Regions from separate parts of the Mus musculus genome. Here region 1 is linked to region 2. The links are chromatin contacts, called in public promoter capture Hi-C maps. All regions are on one chromosome and are shown on one strand. Each heading gives the region's core, a stretch centred on a gene start, on an enhancer-like site or on the middle of the called end of the contact. The rest is flanking DNA. Distances are from core to core; before and after follow the strand shown.

Region 1 (3,847 bases), core at 440-2,939, 2.7 Mb before region 2:
CAGCTCAGCTAGTTAAAGATCAAACCATTGACCAAAGCTTTAAAAAAAAATCCTATCAGACTTGGAAAATGATATGGACCAAACACCTCATTTAACAGACAAGGTGAGGCAATGTTCAATGCAGGGTAAAAATGAGTATAAGGATGAATTTGAAGGGGCAGAACTGTGACAACTCCGCTATGTCCATTTTATCCCTTTAATTCATAAAACAATGTCAACAAAACCCCGTATACTGGTAAGTATACTGGCAGGGTATTGCGGGAGAGTACACCTTCCACAAATACTATAAATACCTTTCTAAAATAGGGGTATTTACTATTTGCAGTTCACAGTTGCAGAGGGTAGAATCCATGACCATCACAGTGGAGCCCATGATGGGTGTGTGTGTGTGTGTGTGTGTGTGTGTGTGAGAGAGAGAGAGAGAGAGAGAGAGAGAGAGAGAGGGAGAGAGAGAGAGAGAGAGAGAGAAAGAGAGAGAGAGCTGGAGCAGTACAGGAGACATCCCTGTGCAGAGAGCTGATAATGGATTAGGCTTTTGAACCTTTCAAGCCTGCCCCATTGGCACACCTCCTCCAAGGAGGGTCTGCTTCCTAATCCTTCAGGAATAATTGCTCCTCTTGGGGATCAAGCATTCAAACAACTGAGCCTAAGTATCTCTACATTCAGAGTGCTCTGAAAAACTAGCCCTACTACACACCTCTTCTAGATGATACAACGTGGCAGCAACAATGCCAGCTGACAAGCAGCGAACTGAAAGCCACTATTGTAAAAGTTGTGTGCATATAGACACTTTCTCCTACAGATCTAACATCTGTTTTTATGTAAAACTCAAAAAAAAAAAAAAGGAAAAAAGGAGCCTGGTAATTATGATGTTTTTCTGCGGGAAAAAGGCTGAATCATTAATGATTTTGAAGTCCAAAACGTTCCACACGTGAACATTAGTCTGCATGGTCAGACCGGTGCACATACGGAGAGAGTGACCATTTTCCAACCGAGCGGCTCCTAGTCCCTTGTAGACACCTGACCTGCCCCTGTAACCGCCAACCTTCCCGCAGGTGGAGTCCTGGGTGCAAGGCACACAGACACAGCAGCAAAGCCGGGCGGCTCCGGGGAGCTCCGGGTCGGTCCATGCGCTGCGCGGCGCCGCGGACTCCAGCCTCGCAGTCCGACCGTGGGCCGCGCCGCGCCGGGCACTCCCCTCCCCGGCCCGCGGTGCCCGGAGCCCTGTTGACCCGCAGCCTACTGCATACTTGGAATCCACGGAGAACACGGCCCTCCTGAAGTTCAGCCGGCTGCCGCCGCAGCGAACCACGCGGACTCCCTCTTCTACCATCTTCACGCAGGCGCAGGAAGCACCGAGCACCGGCCGGATTACGAACTTCCTTCATAGGCCGACTGGCCTGGCCCTACTCTTCCGCCCGCGGCCCGCCTGGGCCTCTCTAGCCTGGAGACTCTATGGTCGGCTCCACGCCTACGCCGCCATCTTTAGTTTGGGCAGGGTCAAATTAAAACCCTTGTAGAAGGAGTAAAGCCCAACAGCCACGCACAAAGTTAAATCATACCAGATGCCGCTACAGCTATTCGATACAGAAGAGAGTTTTCTCTTCGGCCTCTTTTACCGGACTCTAAAGGTTCCGCCAGAAGCGGAAGTGAACATCCTTTCTCCTACTGAAGCCGTTGCCTTTTCTGTCACTGTGATTGAGCGACAGCAAGATGACGCAGTCACCCTACTCCTATCCCACCCCCCTCCGTTGCCTTTTTTTGGGAGGGGGCGGGGTTCAAAGAGCGTCTTCTTGCAATGGTAACTGAAGTGGGGCGCTTTAGCTCTTTATGGCGGTTCTATGAGCATCGCTAAGTTCCTGTAGCATCTACGCCACACTTGCCAATGCAGTTTCGACTCCAGAATAAAAGTACACCTTGGTGTCAGGGCTCCTGCAGTGATGTCCGGTTTGCTCCAGTTGTTCAGTTCCTGTTGTTCAGAAGCCCTGACTTCTGAGGATGTTGATTCTTTTTTTTTTTTTTTTTTAGGTATTTATTTCAGTTACATTTCCAATGCTATCCCAAAAGTCCCCCACACGCTCCCCCACCCACTCCCCCACCCTCCCACTCCCACTTCTTGGCCCTGCCGTTCCCCTGTACTGAGGCAGATAAAGTTTGCGTGTCCAATGGGCCTCTCTTTCCACTGATGGCCGACTAGGCCATCTTCTGATACATATGCAGCTAGAGCTCCGGGAGGTACTGGTTAGTTCATATTGTTGTTCCACCTATAGGGTTGCAGATCCCTTTAGCTCCTTGGTTACTTTCTCTAGCTCCTCCATTGGGGGCCCTGTGATCCATCCAGTAGCTGACTGTGAGCATCCACTTCTGAGGATGTTGATTCTTAACACTTTGTGTTTTGTATTCGAGGTTGCTGCATATCTGTGTTGAACCGTTCGTTTGTCAATATTTTCCATTGTGCTGGCTCTTAACGACCCCTAAGGAAGGGCATCTGATATCTTAACCCTAACAGGAGCAGATTCTTGATACATTTGAAATTCACCATAACTTTATGCTGATTCATAGCAGGAAAAATATAATCCTAAGGGTCAAAACATCTATAGATCTTTAGGCAGGAGAGAGAGAGAGAGAGAGAGAGAGAGAGAGAGAGAGAGAGAGAGAGAGAGAGAGACGATTAGTTTTTGTTGGGTTCATAGTTTGGGGAGACAGAGCTAGACAGGAAGATACTGATTCTGTTTTTATCTCAAATTTAAAGAGTTTCTTTTTCATAATTATGGTATGCTTTTTCATAGTGGAAGAACATAGTGAGCTTAACCCCCCATCCCACCCTAGACTCTTGATGTCTAAGTAATACATCCTTTAAACTTGGAAACTTTGAGATCGGATATATGCTTATTATATTCTGAGACAATGAAGAAAATAAATGATCAAACTAGTTTTTACTTCAGTTGTTTTACTGTTTGGTGAACTTCGTTTAAATTAAGAAAGAATGAGGCTTTCTGATTGGACAAAGGCTAGTTGGACTACTAAACTCGTGAAAGGATTCTTTCCATGCAAAAATTTAATCTACTAACATTTCCAATAAAATTATAATTTGTGTTTTTATTTCTTTTTGCATGAACATTTAGGAACCAAATTTTCTCTTGACAGCTTAATATTTATCATTTCCTCCTCCTCCTCCTCCTCTTCCTCTTCCTCTTCATCCTTCTCTTCATCCTCCTTTGCATAGAACAGGAACACTGTTGGTGCTAGTGCACTGGTTGAGTAATGTCTTCTTATACTTTGATTTTTCTGTTTTGTCATTGTATTAGTCAGGGTTCTCTAGAGTCACAGAACTTATGGGTAGTCTCTATATAGTAAGGGAATTTGTTGATGACTTATAGTCTGTAGTCCAACTCCCCAACAATGGTCAGCAGCAGCAGTGAATGAAAGTCCAAGAATCTATCAGTTGCTCAGTTCCACAAGGCACACAGGGGAAGAAGAGAGAATTTTCCTTCTTCCAATGTCCTTATGTAGGTCTCCAGCAGAAGGTGTGACCCAGATTAAAGGTGTGTACCACCACACCTGGATCTGCAACTTGCTTTGTCGCATGCTGACCTTGAACTCACAGATTTCCTTGCCTCAGTCTCCTGGGATTAAAGGCCTGTACTACCTTGCCTGGGGCAAAGTTTTTCCACAGCCACTATGCCTTAAGATTTTCCATGCCAAGATCCACGTCAGAAACTTGTATCTCCCAGCCTCAAGATCAGGATCACAGATGAGCCTTCCAATTCTGGTTTGTAGTTCATTCCAGATATAGTCAAGTTGACAGCCAGGAATAGCCTTTAACTAAAGACGAACATATTAAAGT
Region 2 (4,398 bases), core at 1,358-3,857:
ATTAATTAAAAAATATGTCATCATGTAGGGCCATGGATGTCTTAAAACCTCATAGTTTCTCATCTCAGAGTAAAGGCAAATCCTCAAAATTCACAAGCTTCACTTGATCCCACCATCCCAAGTTCGTTCACAGAAGGTATTTTACCTCCCTCTGTCTCCATTCCTGGACTGATGTGTGACAGACACATTGCTGACCCAGACTCTCTCAGTGTGGAATCCAGGGCACAGCTCTACTTCTTACAGTTCCTCTCCACTAAAGCATGAGAAGAGGGACGTCAGTGTCACCCACAATCATAGTACCTGGTGCTCATCCTCAGAGACCAAACAAATGACTTTTTTTTCCCAGCCTAAGTTTACCTAGTGGGGGTAAAAAACCCAAACCAAAAACCCTTTTAGTCACAAAGGATTAGATTATCAACCACAAAAAAAAAGTACCTTTTGGTGTCATTTTTCACTTCATGATGCTCTCTTTTCTTCTCCATCATCTTCCCCCATCTATTCTTTGGCAAATCCCTCTGAGGCAACGGTATGGCATGCTGGACGTAAAGGTCGGTAAGGTTGTCTTTGTTTACCCTTACTTCATTTTCAACTGCTATGTTCTTCTGTGTGAAAGAAAACAAAAATAACTTCAAAACGCCATCTTTCATTTAAAAGCTGCCTAGCCATGTAACACGGTGAAAGCGTTATGCTTGAGTAAATTATAAAGCTACTTTCACACTCACTAAGAGCCAAACTGTATTATTAGATAGGGTATTAAAGACCCATTAAATTCTATCAAGTTCAGCTTCATCTTAGAGTGACCACGTGCCCTCACTGAGAGGACTGCTGGCCAAGTCCAGAAGTAGAGTCCATTTAGGCATATATTCCACCACCTCACTACCTTCTTAATCTAAATAAAAATGGGACATTGCCTGAGAAAAACAGATTAAAAAAAAGCAGCTACTGAGTCGGACCATTACACTGGTGGAGTAGGAGCTCAGTCTCAGTCTGTGTTTATGTCTCATGTTTCCTTTAATGTGGTGGGTGCCTGAATTTGTTTTGTCTTGGTGCTGGTGTCTGAACCCAGTGCCTTAAGTACACCAAGTACTGGCTTTATTATGGAGACCCCCCCCCCACCTCCAAAACACACACACACACACACACACACACACACACACACACACACACACACAGCACTACTGCAGAAGAAAACTTAACTCTCCATTCTGATGACAGTAACAATAGACCATTAGCAGTCTGCCCCACCGCATTTTCACCATTCAATTCACAGTCCAACCATTTAGGCATATTTATATATATATTTATATGCCTAAATAACTTAAATAACTTATTCTCTCTCATATCCCAGTTCTGTCTCAACATCTTGGAGCACAATATTGCAAAAACACACAGGAAAAATTGGGGAAACGTATGCTTTGCAAAAATGGAAAAAAAACAAAAACAATGCCAGCTGTTTAGTTTGATTTCATTTTTAAGTTGTTGAATCATCTTATTCCTCTTTCATACAGTATATTGCTGGCTTTCAACTTGCATTTACTCTGGGATGGGAGTATCTGAATACACTTGGACAACATTCCCAGAGGATGTCATCTGCTTGGATGGCACTGAAGGGGCTGCCTTCTGGCAGCAGTGCTTACAAGTGCTGTCCTTGGGTCATCAGCAAGAACTCGTTAAAATACAGTATCAGGGCACATTTGGAACGAACTTAATGAGAAGCAGATGATGGGGCTCAATAACATGTTTTAGTAAGCCTTTGATTATCCTGGTGTGAGTAAAAGATTGAGAATCACAGGTTAAAAGTCATTATTAAAATAGTGACTGAGAACTTCAAGAAATTAGAGAAAGATACGGTACTGGGGGGGCAAAACCACATGGAATACAAAACGTGCCACATAAAACTCTAAAGAAACTTTCAGCAGTTCTGCCATTTTAAATAAAACATCACACTTTTCTTTTATGATCTGCTATTATCTTAGGTCACACCGCAGGGGCGGCGGGGGGCGGGGGGGGGTGCATGCACCACCTGGAAAGCTAGGTGCTTTAAGTTCTCCAAACGGTTACTGTGTCCTGATAATGATCTTAAGAAGTAGGTCCATCTCTCTGAGACCCGAGTGTCTGTCTCTAAGAGAGGCGAGAAGCTACCTAACAGACTAATTTTCAGATGTTTTGGATCCAGCCCTGATTGCCCCAGACTTCTTCCCTCCCGGTCTGTTCTTCTAGTCTATCTCTTCCGCAGGCCGTTGCTTGCACACAGGCAGCGGAGGTCGTCTGTCACACCCTTTCCGAGCTCTAGAGGATTTCCCGGGGGTTCCAGTCACTCTCTGGAGGCTTCCTTTGGGGATCAAGGGAGGCAAGCCCCATCCGATCAGTGTGGGCGGGGAGCGGCCACGAGCCTCCCGCAGGCCTGCCTGTCCCCGGCTGCCCGTCCGTCCTCGGTCGGCCCGAGCGCCCCACCTGCTCCAGGGTGAGGAGGAGGAACTCCTGGGATAGCAGCTCAGGGTGCAGCAGCAGCTCCGCGTCCGTACAGCTGCGACCGCCCACATCCCCCGCCATGGTTGTCGCCAGGAGACCCCCTGGCCGGCCTCCCACAAGGCACTGCGGCGGAAGCGTCGCGGAAGTGACGTGAGGGGGCGGGACTCTGGTGTCACTCAGCGCGCCCGAGACGCGATGCTTTTCCCAGAGAGTAGAGTTTATGGCTGGCCGACTCGGCTGACGCACCTCAGCCAAGAGGACGAACTGGGACTGAGAGCGGAGCAGAGTCCTGCCCGGGCTGCGCCGAAAGCACCGGAGGCTAAGCAACGCGAGCTGGCCGCCATTGGTCCCGCCCCCTGTGACGTCCCATGGCAGAGGCCTCAGGGATTCTCCCGACTGCGTGGAGAGACAGAATGGAACAAGAGGGCAGACAGCTGTGACCCCAGATGGCATTGTCATGTCTGAAGCCATGCTTCTTTTCGCTTTTTACAATGTCTCAATCGTTTATTGCCTAATCTCCCTTCTACATAAAGTAAGCCCAAATAACACTCTGTAATCCCCTCTCCTCGGACATGGTAAGCATCAAGTATTGTTCCCTGGAAAGATCTTTAAACCGACCAGCTTACGTGTGGGAAATAATAAGAGAAAGTAGTAGCGCCAGTCCAGCGACTGTTACACTACTCCCCAGATCAGCCTGATGTGCTACTAGAATGCTTGTTTCTGGTATGAGGAAAATGAGCAATAGGACGGATAATTGGAGATCACAGACTGGCAGTGACAGGAACCAAGCAAACTGCCTTTGCGCTTACTAATAATTACAATGAAGTCGTGGTTTTTACTTTAACAAAATATTGTAGGCTTCAACTATATTCTAGTATTTGTGTGAGAAATCTCTTTCATCATTCATAGGAGACAGAGTCCTCAAGTTTTTGCACATTAAAAGGTTGTACTTCATACCTGTTATGAGAGCATAGTTTGTATGCTCTATAATGTATCGTTTTATTGGAAACTGTTGCATTGTTTATGAAAATATGAACTACTAGGAGTCTACCAAAAATATGCTTGAAAGAGTGCTGAAAAATAAATGAGATGTTAAATTAGTAATGAGAGACATCTTGTAAAATTTTCCAGTTTATGTGATGCTTTCAGGGAAGAAACAATTACAGAGCTGGGAGGAAATTTTAATGTTAGTGCTTAAAAATATTCAATCCAGTCCTTTTATTTTTGTGTTTGGAAAGCTGATCTAAGTGACCTTCCCTGAAAGGACAAGTCTTAAAGCTGGGCCAAATGTTCTCAAATGGGATTAAATGCCTTAGCTTTGTAACATTATTGTGCTAGTATATATTCAAATTAACCTTTATATTGTCGTATAATAATGAGTCTGGCATGGATGGCATCATTGGCTCCATTTCCTTCACTATAAGGTTATACTAGTTGCTAGAGTAGCTGTTTTGCAGGAAACTTGAACTTACAACCAAACCCAGTTTTCACTGGGTAAGCTGAGCTGGTCTCACGCCAGTTTCTTCAGGAAACTGCTGAAGAATAATTGAAATAAGGATTATACATGAGGTATGTGTACTTGTGAAGCACTGAGGGATATTAGAAAGTTACTGATCATAGAACTCTAAGAAGGGGCAAGGGGGTCAGTTTTTAAGTAGCCCAGGTATGGATGATTCCCAGGACCACTGAGGGCCCGATTCCTCTCCCTTAGAGCTTTTTAATCTCTGAGATAAAATTATTCTTGTCTCACCCTGTTGTAAAGATTGCACCTAAAATATGTCAAATGCTTCTCCAGTTGCTTCCACCTGGACATTTGTACCCTGTTGATTGACATCAAGGGAGAGAAGTAGCAAGAAGGTGGTGTCTGAAGCAGCCAGTTTCATGTCTGGAAATGTGGTCCCAAGTACTTGCTCCACTACTTGTCTT

Evidence for each region. Capture Hi-C pulls out chosen DNA fragments and counts their contacts.
Region 1: a promoter capture Hi-C map of adipose tissue shows a contact between it and region 2, with 2.9 times the contacts expected there. The contact joins the promoter of Wdr75 here to the promoter of AI597479 in region 2. A contact is called at or near these places in 2 of 39 promoter capture datasets (liver and pre-B cells), 1 of 484 Hi-C or Micro-C datasets (CD4 T cells), 3 of 115 datasets of contacts at active chromatin or transcription factors (astrocytes, large pre-B cells and thymic regulatory T cells) and 2 of 9 other capture datasets (adipose tissue and liver).

Annotation. Positions count from the first base shown.
Region 1 is chr1:45,793,008-45,796,854 of GRCm38.p6, reverse strand. Wdr75 (WD repeat domain 75) reads right to left here and starts at 1,689. Exons shown (of 21, transcript NM_028599.3): 1 at 1,251-1,689. The coding sequence starts at 1,333.
Region 2 is chr1:43,096,919-43,101,316 of GRCm38.p6, reverse strand. It overlaps AI597479 (expressed sequence AI597479), which reads right to left and starts at 2,607. Exons shown (of 4, transcript NM_133818.1): 1 at 2,455-2,607; 2 at 436-602. The coding sequence starts at 2,553. It also overlaps a transcript of Tgfbrap1 not described here.